Regions from separate parts of the Anas platyrhynchos genome. Here region 1 is linked to region 2. Evidence: chromatin contacts called from public Hi-C data. All regions are on one chromosome and are shown on one strand. The core of a region is the stretch at or near the end of the contact, and the rest is flanking DNA. Distances in the headings are between cores, read along the strand shown. Region 1 overlaps MAML2 (mastermind like transcriptional coactivator 2). Region 2 holds the start of MAML2 (mastermind like transcriptional coactivator 2).

Region 1 (7,337 bases), core at 2,780-5,279, 170 kb after region 2:
CCCTGCTCCCCACCTTGCTCTGCTAATCAGGCTGCACCACGCGCTCTCCTCCAGGGCTGCCCATCTGCATTTTCTGGGCACTAATGCCCTGCTTCCCTCTGATGCCATGATCAGAAAGGAGCTCCTGAGTGCTGAAAGCAACTTTTAGAGGAGCGGGAGGGAGCATTTGCACCCTTTTCCAGCAGAGGATGGGCAGCCCCTGGCTAAAGGTCGCCCTGAGGTATGCAGGACAGGGCTTGGTTCCTCTCACTGTGCCCCCTGCTTTCCCTTGGGGCACTGGTTTCACCACTCCAGTAGGTCAGCAGATCCCATGTGAAGGCAGAGATGTTCCCATCTGGAGTCACCACATGGCAACAGAACCAAAAATCATGAGGAAGGGACAGCGTGGGAGGGATGTGCCCCAGCGTGCAGCTCCCTGCGGGTCAGCCGAGCCCAGCCGCCCCTTCCTCGATGGAGCACCCTCCTCTGTCAGAGCATCTCTGAGGCAGCCCAAAGCCACAGAGGAGGGTTAAAAAGGGACAGCAAAGGGTTAAGGTGTTTGGGCCATCGCAGCCACATCAGAGCTACTCTCCTTTCCTGTTTTCATTCATCTCTGGCCACTTCCACCAACACACCCACTCCCACCCCTTCCCATAACCTGGCCACTTTGTTTGGAGGAGACATTAACTTCTGTACTATTTCTTTTAGCATGCTTTTTTTTTAAAAAAAAAAAATAATAATGCATTATTACTTTATTTTTTAAGATTATGTCATTTAAAAATCATTTCACTTCTAAAAATGACAATAAACTTTACACTTTCCTGCTGTAAAACAGGCCAGTGCTGTCACTAGTCTGCTCATTCTCGGGGATTTATGGCCCCGTGTCTGATGTGATGCAATCCTCTCAAATGAAAAATCATCACGACTGAGCCCGTAGCACAAAGAGACGATTTAAGAGGAACGGGAATAATTAAGGCTGCCCCTTACAAGCCCGGCACAAAGGCATTTCTCAGAGCAGCCCGAACTGTTAGTGAATAGGCAGAAGGGGATCTTAGTTTTCCAAGGCTGAAATCTCCCCCAGTCCCCACCACATCTGTGAGTGAAGGCAAGCCTGTGTCTTTGGTTTTCAGCTGGTGCTTGGGGGAAAAATGGCACTGCCATTCTGGGGGGATTTTTCCTCCCTGAGCCCTCCAGACCTTGCCAAGCCTTTCTTGGAGAGGGGATGATGCTGAGCCTGTGCTGGATGCTTGCAGCACCCACACAGCTCCACATCTCCCTGTTTTCAGGTGTTTCCTCAGGAAAGGACATAGAGAATCCTGTTGTGGCCTTGCTTGTTTGTATAATTATCAGGTAGGACCTCAGTTCGGCCACATCCATCTCTCTCTCATTGCTGTTGTCTCTTTGGGGCCCCTGCCTTGAATTTGGCATCCTTGGCTTTGGAGACTGCTGCTTCCAGGCCTCTTCCATGAGCTGCTCAGGAAGCTGGGAAGCACCCTGGTGCCAGTCTTGTCGCTGCCCACAGCCCAAAACCAAGAGATATTTTCATAATTGTCTCTGAGACTGCAACCTTCTGTGTTAAACCTCCCCAATATCTCTCTTCCCCAAAGGTTGTGGGACTGGGAGGCTGCATCTCGGCACCTTCCACGCAGGGACCAAGACATCAGTCACACCTCCTGCTGTGCTGCTGGTGCCTCAGGAACAGTCCTGTGGTGCTCTCATCTTCACCTCTGGCTTTTTGCCGAGGCACTGAACTGCCTTTGGGGTGCAAAACTGTCCAGCAAGTGTATTCCTGCCTATTTATTATATATTCAAAATCTGAAAGTTGATAGTAATTACAGTTACAATTAAATAAATAAATAAATAAATAAAAGCCACTTAAGACAAAAAGCCATGTATAACTGAAATAATAATGTAGTCTATTTTTTTAAGTCCCCACCAAGACACTTTCCCCAGAAATTCAGGGGATTTTAAACTGCCACTTTAAATGAACCACAGTCGATGCTCCAAAACAGGCACGTGTTGCATTAGCAGCTCCTGCTGTTGAGCTACTGTCGCTTTGGGAGTGGAATTCGTGCCCAAAAGTTAAAGGAAATGACCACTCCAGTTAAATGACAGGGTGGTAATTTCAAAAACACACAACTTTAGGTTATCTGCCCCTCTTTCAACTGAAAAAAATGACCAGTGATTTCAACAGGAACAGACTTTGGCAGAAAGCTTTTATAAAATTTCACTCATTATCTAGAAATGTGACCGAACTAGTAAACACATTGCAGAGATCCAATTTATATTTACACAAGATTTTGTACTAAATGTTTTATTATTTTTTTTTTCATCTGCAGTTTCTGGCACGTCTTTGTCTGTCTTTCCAAGAGGGCAGCTCCAGATTATAAAAGCCTTAGGTCAACTTGCGGCTGAAAGCACTCTAAGATCATTGTCTTTGCAACATCGTGCACACAAGTGGTGCAATTTAATAACGATAATAAATGTACCAAATCTGAGAAGTGTGCCAGCGCTAATCACATTTCATATGTGCAGGCTTTTTTAGCCTTAATGCAGGAAAAAAATGTATCTTTGGTGCAGCTCCTCTTGTTTGCTATCAGCTCTGTGATTATTGTTTTATGTACTTTCTAAATCTAATTATGAATGTGACTCACTGGTATTCTCAGCAGACTGCATTCAGGGAGACTATCTTGTCAAAAGTTAGACTGAGAAAGTGGCTCATTTACTCTGCATACTCTCATTTTCTGTTTGTAGGGCATCCGTGCAAATTCCTGATATCCCGATAATTGCATTATTTGATTTTATTTGGAGGCATGTTTCTAAACTTTGGACTGATCGTAAGGGATTCTCTGTGAGCATTTTATGGTCGAATGGTGATTGTAAATTATATTTATGGTCACACCAGCCCAGTACTATTGTTTCTATTTGTTCATTTGATAGCCATAACAACTAGGTTTGAGAAGGAGCAGATCACAGATCTGTATTCCTCCAGAATCGTGTTTTTCACTGGTCGGTGAAGCAATGCCAACTGGAGGCAGAGTGGAGCTGGCTGTAGGCAGCACGGTGTCCCAAGAAGCAGCAGTGCCCTAACTTTTTCCTTCGTTGCATCCCGTCATTATGTCTTCACATTGTCTCATCCCTCCCAAGGCTCCCTTCTAAGCACATTTTCCATCTTGTGTTTCCCCACCTCCTCCAGCCTTTTCCCATCCACACCACTGCCCTCAAGGTAGCACCAGACCTTTATTCTTCCTAGAGGCTGCTCCCATCCTCCCCTCCCCAGTTTCATGTCCCTTCTGCCTCCCTGTTTCCTTCACCGCCTGCAAAGGAGCTGGGCTGCGAGGAGCAGCTGGAGGTGGATCTGTACATGTACAGCGTTTAAAGTGCTGCTGTGGCTGTGCTAGTCGAAGCTTGATCCCAACCCTGCCAATTTAAACTTCTTAAACCCCTGGGACAAAGGTTTTGGGTGTCAGTCACGCTCCCATTGTTAACCTCCGTGGTAAAAAGAAAAAACGGTATGTGCCTGCACAGGAGGGCCCGAGGGAGTGCCCTCTGCTCTGCATGTTCCTTCAGTACCTGGCTGAGGGGTTGCAACTGCTCCAGCTTTTCAGCTCCTGCTGAAGAAGGGAAGATCTGATACTTGCACGGCAGCACCGTTGCCCTTGCTGCTGTTGCTTCCCTTTAACCATGCGGTAAAGTAGCAGATTATACTCCATTTTAGAGCTCCTGTCGTAACAGATGCAAGTGATCTTCATGCTTTGGTTGCTTTTGTTGAGCTGACCTGTGAAAAAAACACTGGCGCTTTTTGAGTGGCAACAAAAAACCTGTAACCATCTTAACGCCAAGAGAGACGTAGCAGTTCAAGCTGAAGAATGAGCACATAAGGGGCTAGAGTCGTTCCTGTCTGCACTTTCCTTCAGCACATTTCCTACATGGATAGAACATAAAATTGGTTGTTTGGGAAGAAAAGCGATCGTAGGCTCTGTCTTCGGGCACATGGTGAGCCTGGGTAGAAGTTAGGGGGAGATGCCATCTGCTGGAAAGTCTGGACATTGTCAGAAGGAGAAACGGAGTTGGAACAGCTGTGAGCAAACGGCAGAGGATTAAATTAGCACCCAACATCCATGAGTAGCCACCAGCGAGGGCTGGGTCCCACCTCCTGCTCTCTCCAAGGCTTGGAGCCCTGAAGCTGGGCTCCTGTCCTGGTGGGACATCTGTCCAGCCCGTGCTGGCCGGGCACGGGACTGGAAGGAGATCGTGGAGGGGAAGAGAGAAAGAGGTCAACTTGAAAGATTTAGGGCAGGCAGTGAGAACAGATCTGAAGGAGAATAGAGGGTTAAGGACCCAGAAATGGCAGCGGGAAGACAAATAAGCCTCCAGAAGCCTCGGAAGGGAAGGCTTTTAATAGCAGGAACCGCAATAACAATAATTGTCATCAATGGGGACTGATAAATGTGCGTCTCCGATCCAGCAAAATGTTAAACTTCGCTGGGTAATGCTACTAACACCTTAGTTAAGCACTTATGCAAATGCTTGAATGATAAAGATAAAATGAAACCAAGTGCAGGAAACAGCATGTCAAGAATAAAATTGTTAATTGTTTTTTGATTGAATCCTCTGATTCTCATTACTGCTTCTCTCTACAACCCACTGTGTTTTCAGTATAACTTTCAAACTTTCAAGGTGGTTGTAGAGAAGTAGGTAGACCTTAGCGCTTTCTTCATTTCCCCCCAGTGTGTGATTGCACTAAATGTGTTTTTAATATTGCTTTTTACCACTTTGATATTTTATTTTGTTTTTGTTGTTGCTCACATCAGAAAACCACAAGGTAGACATTACATATGATTTACCGGGAAATATCTGGGGCTACGCCAGCTGATTAAAAAAGAAAAAGAAAACAAGCACAACACACATGGGATGTGAATGAGATTCATTGGGCAGCAGTCATGAGAGAAGCTCTCTGTGAAGTGGAACGGGATGAGCTGACAGTAACAAAGATAACTGTGTTGGTTTGCAATGCAGAAAAGGAGAAATGATACCTCATAACATATTTGTAGGAATTTAAAATAATGGGCTCAAGCATCCTTCTTTAGAGTCAGGGTTCAAATATATACAAATACATATTGCTGTGGGGTCCTACTTTCATATACTACCTAATATCCAGGTGGAGCCTTACAGAAAAGCATTTAAATGATGGATAGTTGCAGCATGGTTCTGCTCCTGTTGGAGAGAATGGGGAAGGACATGTTTTGGCAGAAGCTCCCACTGATTTTATGGCACACACTAAGCCCTTGGGATCCACAGACCATAGGGATTGCTTTAGCATCTTTAGAATCTTGGAGCTGGGAAGTAGAAAGAAGATGGCCAGGGCAGAGGAGAAGAGAGTGGGAGGCAGAGAAAGGAGAGAACAGAAATGTAGGTGCATCATATATTTATTTTGTTTTGTCAGCTTAATTTAACTTGGAGACTCAATGTCTCCCTTGCACTGGCAGCAATCAATAGCTCATAGTAATGACTTGCAAAACTGTGAATCATTAGGCAATCGTAAGGTTTAATCTTTAAAGGTCTTATTTCAAACATCATATCTTAAAGATCTGGAGGAGTTAAGATATAACGGTGATAAAAAACAGATAGTCACATAGGTAGCTGGGTAGGTGGGTTTGTAGATAGCTAACCCACCAACCAGCCAGCCAGGTTTTCATTTAGATAAGTGACCTCTGAATGATCTGTGTTTCACTTATTCAAATGTTCAAATCTTCTTCCTCTCCTGGATCCCAAAATTGGCCACTGGAGGACTGATGGCTTACAAGGAATATTGCACTGGTCTCCACAAGGGGTTCACCCTTGGGCATGGGCTCGCCTGCTCCTCTGGTCAGTGTGAGTGAAAGGACGTGCTCCTCCAGAGGGAATCCATGCTATTGGAGGCGTAATTGCCATTCCCAGCTCCTCTCAAAACCAAGGAGATGTCATGTGGGGGATTTCTCCCGGCATGAAGACCACTCATGCCATCCTTGTCACCAACGTGTTTGGCACAGGCTCTGGACAGCAGCTCCACGGGAAGCCGAGGGATTGTTCAAGTCAAGAGGAGAAAAGGGGATTGCAAGGAAGGGAAGGCAGGAGACAAACACATCTGCTGAGATTTGCCTACCACTGAAAACACTACTGCTGCTGAAACTCTCCAAGCTTCCTGAATTTAGCCCTTATATCTGAAATGTTTTCTTTGTGCTTGTCCCAAGACTTGAACACCATAGAAGAAAATAACACCGGAGAACTTCACAGAATGCAGTAATGCACCTAGTGTAACTAAAGTAAACTAGTGCTATGCAAATAACAGCTCCAATAATTATAGTAGCCAGAGGAAGAAGGGAGGTTGTAAATCCTACTGTTTGAAGACTTCTTCATACACTTGGAGCCCATGAGCAACATTGCTGTTCTCAATGCTGCAATGCTTCTTCTCCCACCTAGTGAAAAATAAGGTATGCTGTCCCACTACAGAATATGCCAAATAACATGTGAGTCAGTCCTAGCACTCTGAAATCCTATCTGGAATGCTAGGGGAGTAGTTAAGCAGCTGCCTTCTTATTGTCATAAAACTTGATAGCTTTTTGCAAATATGTACAAGCAAATGGTTTGTTTGCTTTTAATGTGTTCGAACACGCACACTGCCAAAAATCTAAGTACCTCCAACAAAGCTTGGTATTAATTCCTTCCCATCTTCGTTTGGTAACTTATAGGTTTGGCAGGAGAAAGAATTTACAAGAGTTTGGACAAAACAAAAAGGAAGCATTTGTCGAACATCATTGTCAAACTTGAAAACTTTTAAGAAATAATGAAAAGAGTGGACATTTGGAAGTAAAAAAATGGTATTTTTCTGACGTTGGAACAAAAAAAAAAAAAAAAGAAAAGAGGGGAGGGGAACTGAAATACCTTCATTGACTGTTGAAAACAATTGCTCCAAGCAGGAAACTTGGCACTTGGAGCTTTTATTAAATCAATTCAGAGGGATCTGTTTTCAACAAATGAGATAAATGTCAAGATGAAGTTTTTAGCCACTCACAGTACATCACATTTTCCTTCCCCTAGAAAGTAGAACAAAAATGTGCACAAATAAATTACTTACATATGTAAAAATCACATTCTGTTTAAATAATCTTTTCTTCCTGCCTGAATGTATCAACAGTGTATCAAAGCTTAATATAATCTTTTAAGAGTATGATTATTTGAGGATGTTTTCATCCTCTCTACTCCTTATTGTTAACCTACATCAAAGCAAACATGTAAACACAATTTATCTGGATAACATCTTTATTTATTACCATCCAGACTGTTATCCAGAACTGGATGCTTCCTATGTGTATATG
Region 2 (7,189 bases), core at 156-2,655:
CTAAGTTATTGGCTACAGAGTGTTTCTCACACCTCCCCAAACCTTCCCTTACACCCCCCCTTTCCCCTTCCTAGCGCAAACCACCCTCTCCCAGCACCCAGATCTCCCCCCCCCAAAGCCGGCTGCCCACCTCCCACCCCTTCCCCACCTCGGGCTGAGGTCGGCGGGGCGACATTTCCCTCTCCTTCCCCGCCTGCCTCCCTCCCCTGCGCGGCCGCTGGGAGGCTCCGGCGCTCGGCCCGGCCGCTCGGTGCCACCCGCCCCCCGCCCCCGCAGCGCCCCGCACCGCGGCCCCGCACGCACCGCGGGCCACGGGCAGCGCCGGCAGCTCCGGCAGCCGGAGGCGAGCGGAGAGAGACAGCGAGCGGGCGGCACCCACCGCCAAACCCAACACCCCCCCCCCCCCCCCTCAGCCGGGGATGGAATATACAAAAAAAAACACAAAGGAAAAGTGGCCGGAGCGTGCCGGGGGCAAAATGCTGGAAGTTTGTAAGTGCAACTCGCCGTTCGTGATCGCCGTTTGAAGGGTTGGTTGGTGGTTCTTTATTTTTTTATTATTATTATTATTATATTTTTTTTCCGTGCTTTTCTTGAAACTGTACTTGAAACTATTCGCTCGCCGGGAGCCGAAGGGAAAGTATGCGAGAGGAGTTCTCTGCCTCGGGTTGGCGGCTCGCTGCTTTATTGCTAAGAGGGGGGGAAACGAGCGCTGAAAGCAAGACGGATTTTACCCAGCGGCTGGATTAAGCGGAGGCGAGGCGTGCTCTGGCAGCCCCGCTGCCTGACATTGTTCCCGAGCTGGGCTCCGTCCCCCCGGCTCCCGGAGCTGCCCCCGGGCTGCAGCCCCTCGGATCCCGCACCCAGAGCCAGGAGCGGCCGGCGCGGAGCGAGCAGGAGAACGGATCCCGCACAAAGACCAAAGTAACCCCAGCCTCTCCTCCTCCTCCTCCTCCTCTCCCGGCTATTTGCACATCCACGGAGGACTTTATACAAATACCAACAACGAGCCAACGAGCCACCCGCTCCACCGGCCGCGGAGAAGATTTGGGAGGGGGGTGGCTGGGGAGGGGGGGGGGGGGGTCGGCTCCGTGCCGCTGAGCCCCGCGACCCCTTTTCCCCTACCTGAATCTCCCCCTGAAGGAGCGACCCCCCCCCCCCGGCCCCCGGAATGAAATAAAACCAATAAACCTGCCAAGCCCCACTCCTTCCCCAGGGGGATCTCCTTTCGCCCGGGGATCCCTTTTGGAGGCAGCGGGTTAATTTTTTAATTTTTTTTTCCCCTCTCCCGCCTGCCCCCCCCACCCCCCCATAGACCCCCATCCCTCCCTTTTCACCCCCGACCCCCTCGGCCGATGGTGGCCCGTCCCTAGCACCCCCCCCCTCCCCTGATTTTCCCCTTTTTTTTTTTTTTTTTTTTTTTTTCTCCCCCAAAAAACCCACCCCCGGTTCGAGGGGGGGACGGGGCGGCGGGGGGGTCTCTCGGCCCCCCTTGGCGGTGTGGGGTCGCGGGGCCTCCCCCCCTGCCTTCCCCGCTCCATGCGGCGCTGAGGCGGCGATGGGCGACACGGCTCCCCCCCAAGCCCAAGCCGCGGGGCTGGGGGCCGGGCTGCTGGGGGGCGGCGGGGGCGGCCCGGCGGCCCCCCGGGTCCACAGCGCCATCGTGGAGCGGCTGCGGGCCCGCATCGCCGTGTGCCGCCAGCACCACCTCAGCTGCGAAGGGCGCTACGAGCGGGGCCGCGCCGAGAGCTCCGACCGCGAGCGGGAGAGCACCTTGCAGCTCCTCCACCTCGTGCAGCAAGGGCAGGGGGCCCGCAAGGCCGCCAAGCACCCTAAGGCGGCCGCAGGAGGAGGAGGAGGAGGAGGAGGAGGAGGAGGAGGAGGAGGAGGAGCGGCCGCCCCGTCCTCCGCCGCCGCCGCCGCCGCGCCCCCCGACTACCACCAGCACCTCCTCAGCAACGGCGGCGCCAACGGGGAGCAGGCGGCGGGGGAGCAGCGAGCATCGGCCCTGCTGGCGGTGAGTCACGGCGCCCCCTGACGGGCGGAGGGGGGCGGCATGGGGGCAGCCCCGGCCCTGAGGCGGGGAGGGGTGGGGGTGGTGGGAGAGGGGTGGGGGTGGGGGTGTGCTTCGTGTGTGCTCGGTGCTGGGGTGGTGACACCCCCAGGAGTGTCCTGGTGATGTCCTGCCGCGAGGGGACACGCCAGGTGTGGTTCAAGTCCCTCGTCGCCACGGTGGTGACAGCCCTCGTGGTGTCCCACCTGGCGGTGACACCCCAGGTGTGGGTCACAGGCGCTAAAGTTCCTCATGTGTCCTTTTCAGTGGGGTAGTGACACCCCTGGAAAAGTCTCCTGAGTGCCCTCATGATGTCCCGCCAGGAGGTGACACCCCGGGTGCCACCATGGTGGTGACGCCCCTGGTGCCTGGAAGGGTTCTGGGGGCTTCAAGCTGCCTCGGCGTGTCCCCGAGCAGCGGTGTAAGGTGGCGTTAAACTGCAGCTCACGCTCAGAGCCGTGCCCACGGCTTCACACCTCAGGCGTTGCGCTCTCGTTTTGTGCCTCCTGTGCTGCAGGTGGGCAGGCAGTGGTGAGCACCGCGTGCAGGTGCCCCTGGCAGAGCTTTATGATCCCTGAGGTGGACAAGTGCTTGTGAAAGCAGAGCTCCTGAAGCTCCGTCTCACACCCGTGAGCCCCACTGGCGAGGGCTGGTTCATTACTGTCATTCATAGTGTTTCCAAGGAAGAAATTAAAAGGGTTTTTCACACCCTGTGGACGACACGTTGACCTTTTCCAAGTGGAAGCTGCTCTGGAGGTGGCTGGGAGGCAGAGCCTTGCCTCCTGTTACTTCATGACAAGCCGCTCGTGTACCAGGCTTTCTGCCTTTCCCTCCAGTGTCCCTCCAGCATGTGCTCCCAGCACACACACAAAACATTACGAGGAGCGACTGCCCCCTGATAGGCCCGTGGCTGCTGTTTGAGCAGCCCAAAATAGACTGCTCCCTCCCTTCCCGACAGAAACCTGTCCTTCTCACTGCTTGGTGTATTCTAAAACGGGACCCTGCTGGTTATTTTCTCCCCTCTCAGCCCTCCCGGCGCTGGGGGCTGTGGCTCCGTTTGGGAGGGCGGCGATGTGAGGGGCTAACCTGATGACAGTGGGGTGCTTTGGCCTGAGTCAATGCTCAGGGCAAATCTCCCATCGCAATCAAGAAAGCCATTATCTTATTTTTCCAGTGTGTACTAATGAAACGCTTCGTGATTGTCTCGAGGAAAAAAGAAAAAAAAAGGTTTTGCATAATAACATACATCCCAGCAAACTCTGCTTTCTGAAGTCAGGGAACAGGCCCGTGTGCTTTTTTTTTTTGTTTTGTTTTGTTTTGGTTCTTTACTAGTTGTTACTATTATTATGAAATAGCTGGAGGCAGCTGTTCGAAACGGCTAAACGAAACAACTCCAATGAAAATACCGAAAGGTTTTCATCTTTGCAGTGCAGAGAGGTTGTCCTTGTTTCGCTCGAGATCCTAAACCCGCTCTTTGCTGGACACTGCCCCCGTTCCACCTTGCATGCTGCCTCACCTCCCCGACAGCTCCAAACGCGAGTGCATTTGGGCGAGGGCATCCCCCTCTCTGACAAAGTCCCCCTCATTTTTTGCATGCTCACGCTCAGCAGTCCTGCTGACAAGGTACGTGACTTCACCAAACGTGACATCTGGGGCCCCAGACCGCGTTTTGACACCGAAGAGGCGCTGGCTCATGAGGCAGCGCTGCTGTAATGGTATCGCTGCACATCGCTGATCCTCCCACTCTGTGCTCGGCACAGGCATGCTGCATTCGTTGCTTCGGTAGGGCTGCCTAATTAAGGAACAGAGAAAGGCATCGGTCCCAAGTCACGTCTCTGCGTGATGGAGGCGCATGTTCCCCTTACCGAGCACCCCTTAGGACATCGTTGCATGTGCTGAAAAGGCAAAGGAAATCACACCGTGTCTGAGTGGGGTGAATTGGAGTGGCTGAGGATCAGGCAGCAGGTAGCCCAGCGGTGTGCTCCTCTTCTTGAAAATTCAGAGGGCGGTGATGGGCCAGGATAATGACAGGGTCTTGCTTTGTCCTGGCCATAGGCAGAGGAGGAATTTGCTCTGCCCGTTATCCCAAGACAGAGGAAGGATGAGGCAGAGTAAGTTGCCCTGTGCACTATAAATGGACAGGGAAGAGCCATCTCTAAGGCAGCAGAATCCATCCTCTGGGGGTGTTCCCCAAGGGGAAATCCATCAGAAGACTTGCTTGCGCCAGTGGTTATTGCTCTAATTTCAGCCTTTTTGCTCGGAGCAGATGGCAGATCGGAGGTGCGTGGGGTCCTGGAACATAGCGGTTCTGAGCATCGGTCGTGGGAGGTACAGCTCTGGCACGAGGAGGCACAAGACGAGAGCGTTTGTGCGAGTCTCACACTGAAGATGTGAGATTTGACACCTCTCTGACTCCACGGGGGGACTGCAAAGCTCCACCTGCCTTGCTGTAGCTCCACCAGTTTAAAAAGAGCTCCACACACAGACAAGCGTGAAGGCAGCCCTGGCTCTCTCCGGGGAGTTCTGGCTATCAGGGCGCTCTTTGTTCTGCAGAATCCAAGACTGTCCCCACGCTTCCTCTGCTGAAAATAGCTGGGTTGTTTCCTTCGCTCTGCAGATCCCACTGCTCCTGTTAGGAGCGCGCCGGCCACGTTCAATGGCACGGGATGGGTCGTTTGCTCGGTTGGACTCCAGAGTAAATATTTGAGACTCGATAACATTTGAAACAGCCTTCGCTTGAACATATCAAAGGGTCTGAAGTGATAATCTGATGCTGTTGATACCATTATTTGATAATTATCTGTCCCCAGCAGACGGTTTAAAACCGGCAGAAGAGCGTTTTGGTGGGGTTGGGTTTGGGCTCAGTTTGGCAGTGTTACTTTGATTTTTGAGCAAGCAGCCTTGGCAGCAGCATTTCCTCCTTGGAGAGTGGAGGCCAGATTTTTGAGCTGGACTGCTGGGTGCGGGTGCATGTGAAAGAGAAATTTATTCTTCTGGACACGGCAAGGAAAGCTTTTGTGCTTTCTGCCTCCCTGCATTTCCCACGAGCTGACATGTGTTTATTTATCTGGTGGTGTTACTTTTCATGGTGCAGAGTGGAACAGAAAATATCCCGTCTTTTATACATATATCTGCATGTATATATGTGCCCTCCAGCACTTCGCTGTTTATATTCTTTGTGTTATATATAAACAGTTAGCTCTGGAGGGCATTCCTCAGCGGGTTAAGCGTTGAACTGGTGAGTCCAAAGTTCTGCAGTCGCAAATCCCCAGCGGCCCTTCCTTCCCTTCGTTCCTCTGCCATGGGCTGAGCAGCGTTCATTTCGCCCCGTGCAAATGAGGAGCTCGCTTTCACAGGCATCGCTGTGTTATTCTGCTCAGGTTGTTCCGTTGCAGCCGTCACCCTGGTGGCCGATGTCTTCCTCCGAGTGTGTTAAGTGCTGTTTGTCACCAGTCCCAGGTGACTCGTTCGGCTTTTATCCCTCTCCAAGTCGCGCTGGATTTATTGTTGGAACGATTGTTATTATTTTCTGTGCTCAGAAGGATGACTGCGAACACGGCCTGCTCCCCAGATGTAGTCCGCAAGCAGGTGAAAAAAAAAAAAAGGGAAAACAGTCCTGCAAAGATGGTGTAGCCGAGGAAGAGAGAAATGGATTAATTCCCCCTGCTCCCCTAAATTCTTATCAACAGCAGTCCAAAGCTGGAATAGCCATGGGTTTGTCTCAGTCCCCTGAGGACATCCCCGGGAGACAGGGCTGCCCGGCTGGTGCCGAGAGCCAAGTTTTGCTTGTAAAACTTTGATTTAGGTGGTTGTTGTATGTGGAGATCCTTTAAATGAGCGTAGAAACCCTGGCATTGTTTCCTAATAACTTTTTTTAATGATCTGTGTTGTACTTGCTGAGGTTTGGACTGCTGGGTTGCTGCTGGCCTGCCAGGGAGCCCTGCATAGTAGTCTCATTTTCTGGTCTGGATGCACGCAGCTTTGGGAAGCTCTTTGAAAGCAAACAGGACGAGGTGCAGCGGTGTTAGGGTGCGGGGAACAAGAGGGGACTGCAGTGCGGACCTGTTCCTCGAAGGTGGGCTGGGACCTTTTTGATGAACCAAGCTCGGTGCCACACGACGAAACGTTCTGTGCGTGAGGTGGCAGACCGCTGCCTGGGGCTTCTGAGGGATAGAGACAATTTCTGTAGCCGAGACAGACGAAATGAGTCACATTGCTTTTTGTGGGTCGAAAACTTTGATTTGCTGTCCCGGGCCTTGGAGCCATTGGGGCAGGACGGACCTGGGCACCCCTGAACATCTCAGTCCCCCTTGGCTCCGAGAACGTTCTCGGCACCAACCCCAAGGAGACACCCCGGGGGCTGTGTAAAGGTTATCATTTAATGAGAAGTTCAGCCAGTGAACTTGTTAAATGTCTGCTAGTTTAGGAGCCTTTTCAGCCCTAATTCTCCAGCCAAATCGTTTACTTTGAAGCTTTTTAGCCTCCGAATGCATTTAATGAAAGTCTCTGCCATTCTGAAACTGTCTAACAGACTGTTTCCGCCACCAAAGTTTCTGTAGACAGTGAGCAGCTTGTGAACAGCTTGCCTGGAGGTGACGAGGTCTCCAAGGCCAACCCATGGCTCCTTAACTTCCCCGACTAGTACAGCTCGTCCTCTGATCCTGCTCTCACATCCCCTGCAGTGCTCAAATTGAGTCCCCTGAGCATAGCACCACGACGAAGGACAGTGAAACAGCTCCTGTTTCTTCTCTGCTGAGAAATGTGACTCCAGCAGAAATGTTAGTCGCTCTGTGGGAAAATCTGAAGCTTAGAAAGGTGTGTCTGAGTCAGACCCAGAAGCTGCTTTGCTGAAACTTTGACTTATCTCGCTCCTATTTCTTCTCTCCTGGCAATGAGCGCTGCCTGCAGAAGGTGTATGTGGTCTTCGGTTAGCTTGCAGTGACCAAAAAACCCCACAGCTAGGTTAGTCAGTTAGCAGGTTCAGAAAGACCGTAACATGCTGCTCTTCCTCTTCTTAACTGCTGGCAACGGTCCTTCCTACCAAGATATCATCTTCAGAGGCCAGTTGTAGTCTGCCTTTCTTATCAAGCCTGCGAGCTGATGAAACTGAAACCTCACCCATGCCTAATTACTGAAAAG

Evidence for each region. Hi-C and Micro-C count contacts between places; a contact is called where the count stands out from the background.
Region 1: a contact with region 2 is called in a Hi-C map of F1 follicle, with 3 times the contacts expected there. The contact joins the enhancer-like site here to the promoter of MAML2 in region 2. A contact is called at or near these places in 2 of 8 Hi-C or Micro-C datasets (F1 follicle and skeletal muscle).

The regions. Positions count from the first base shown.
Region 1 is chr1:195,506,537-195,513,873 of IASCAAS_PekinDuck_T2T, forward strand. All of the region lies in intron 2 of MAML2 (mastermind like transcriptional coactivator 2), which reads left to right. Among named protein-coding and RNA genes, the nearest start is that of MTMR2, 52 kb to the right of the region's middle. Within about 2 kb of position 4,030, at least 2 of the 8 cell types and tissues checked have an H3K27ac peak or open chromatin away from gene starts, as enhancers often do. A contact at or near this core is called in F1 follicle, where this site is marked.
Region 2 is chr1:195,337,610-195,344,798 of IASCAAS_PekinDuck_T2T, forward strand. MAML2 (mastermind like transcriptional coactivator 2) reads left to right here and starts at 1,406. Exons shown (of 5, transcript XM_027467739.3): 1 at 1,406-2,014. The coding sequence starts at 1,556.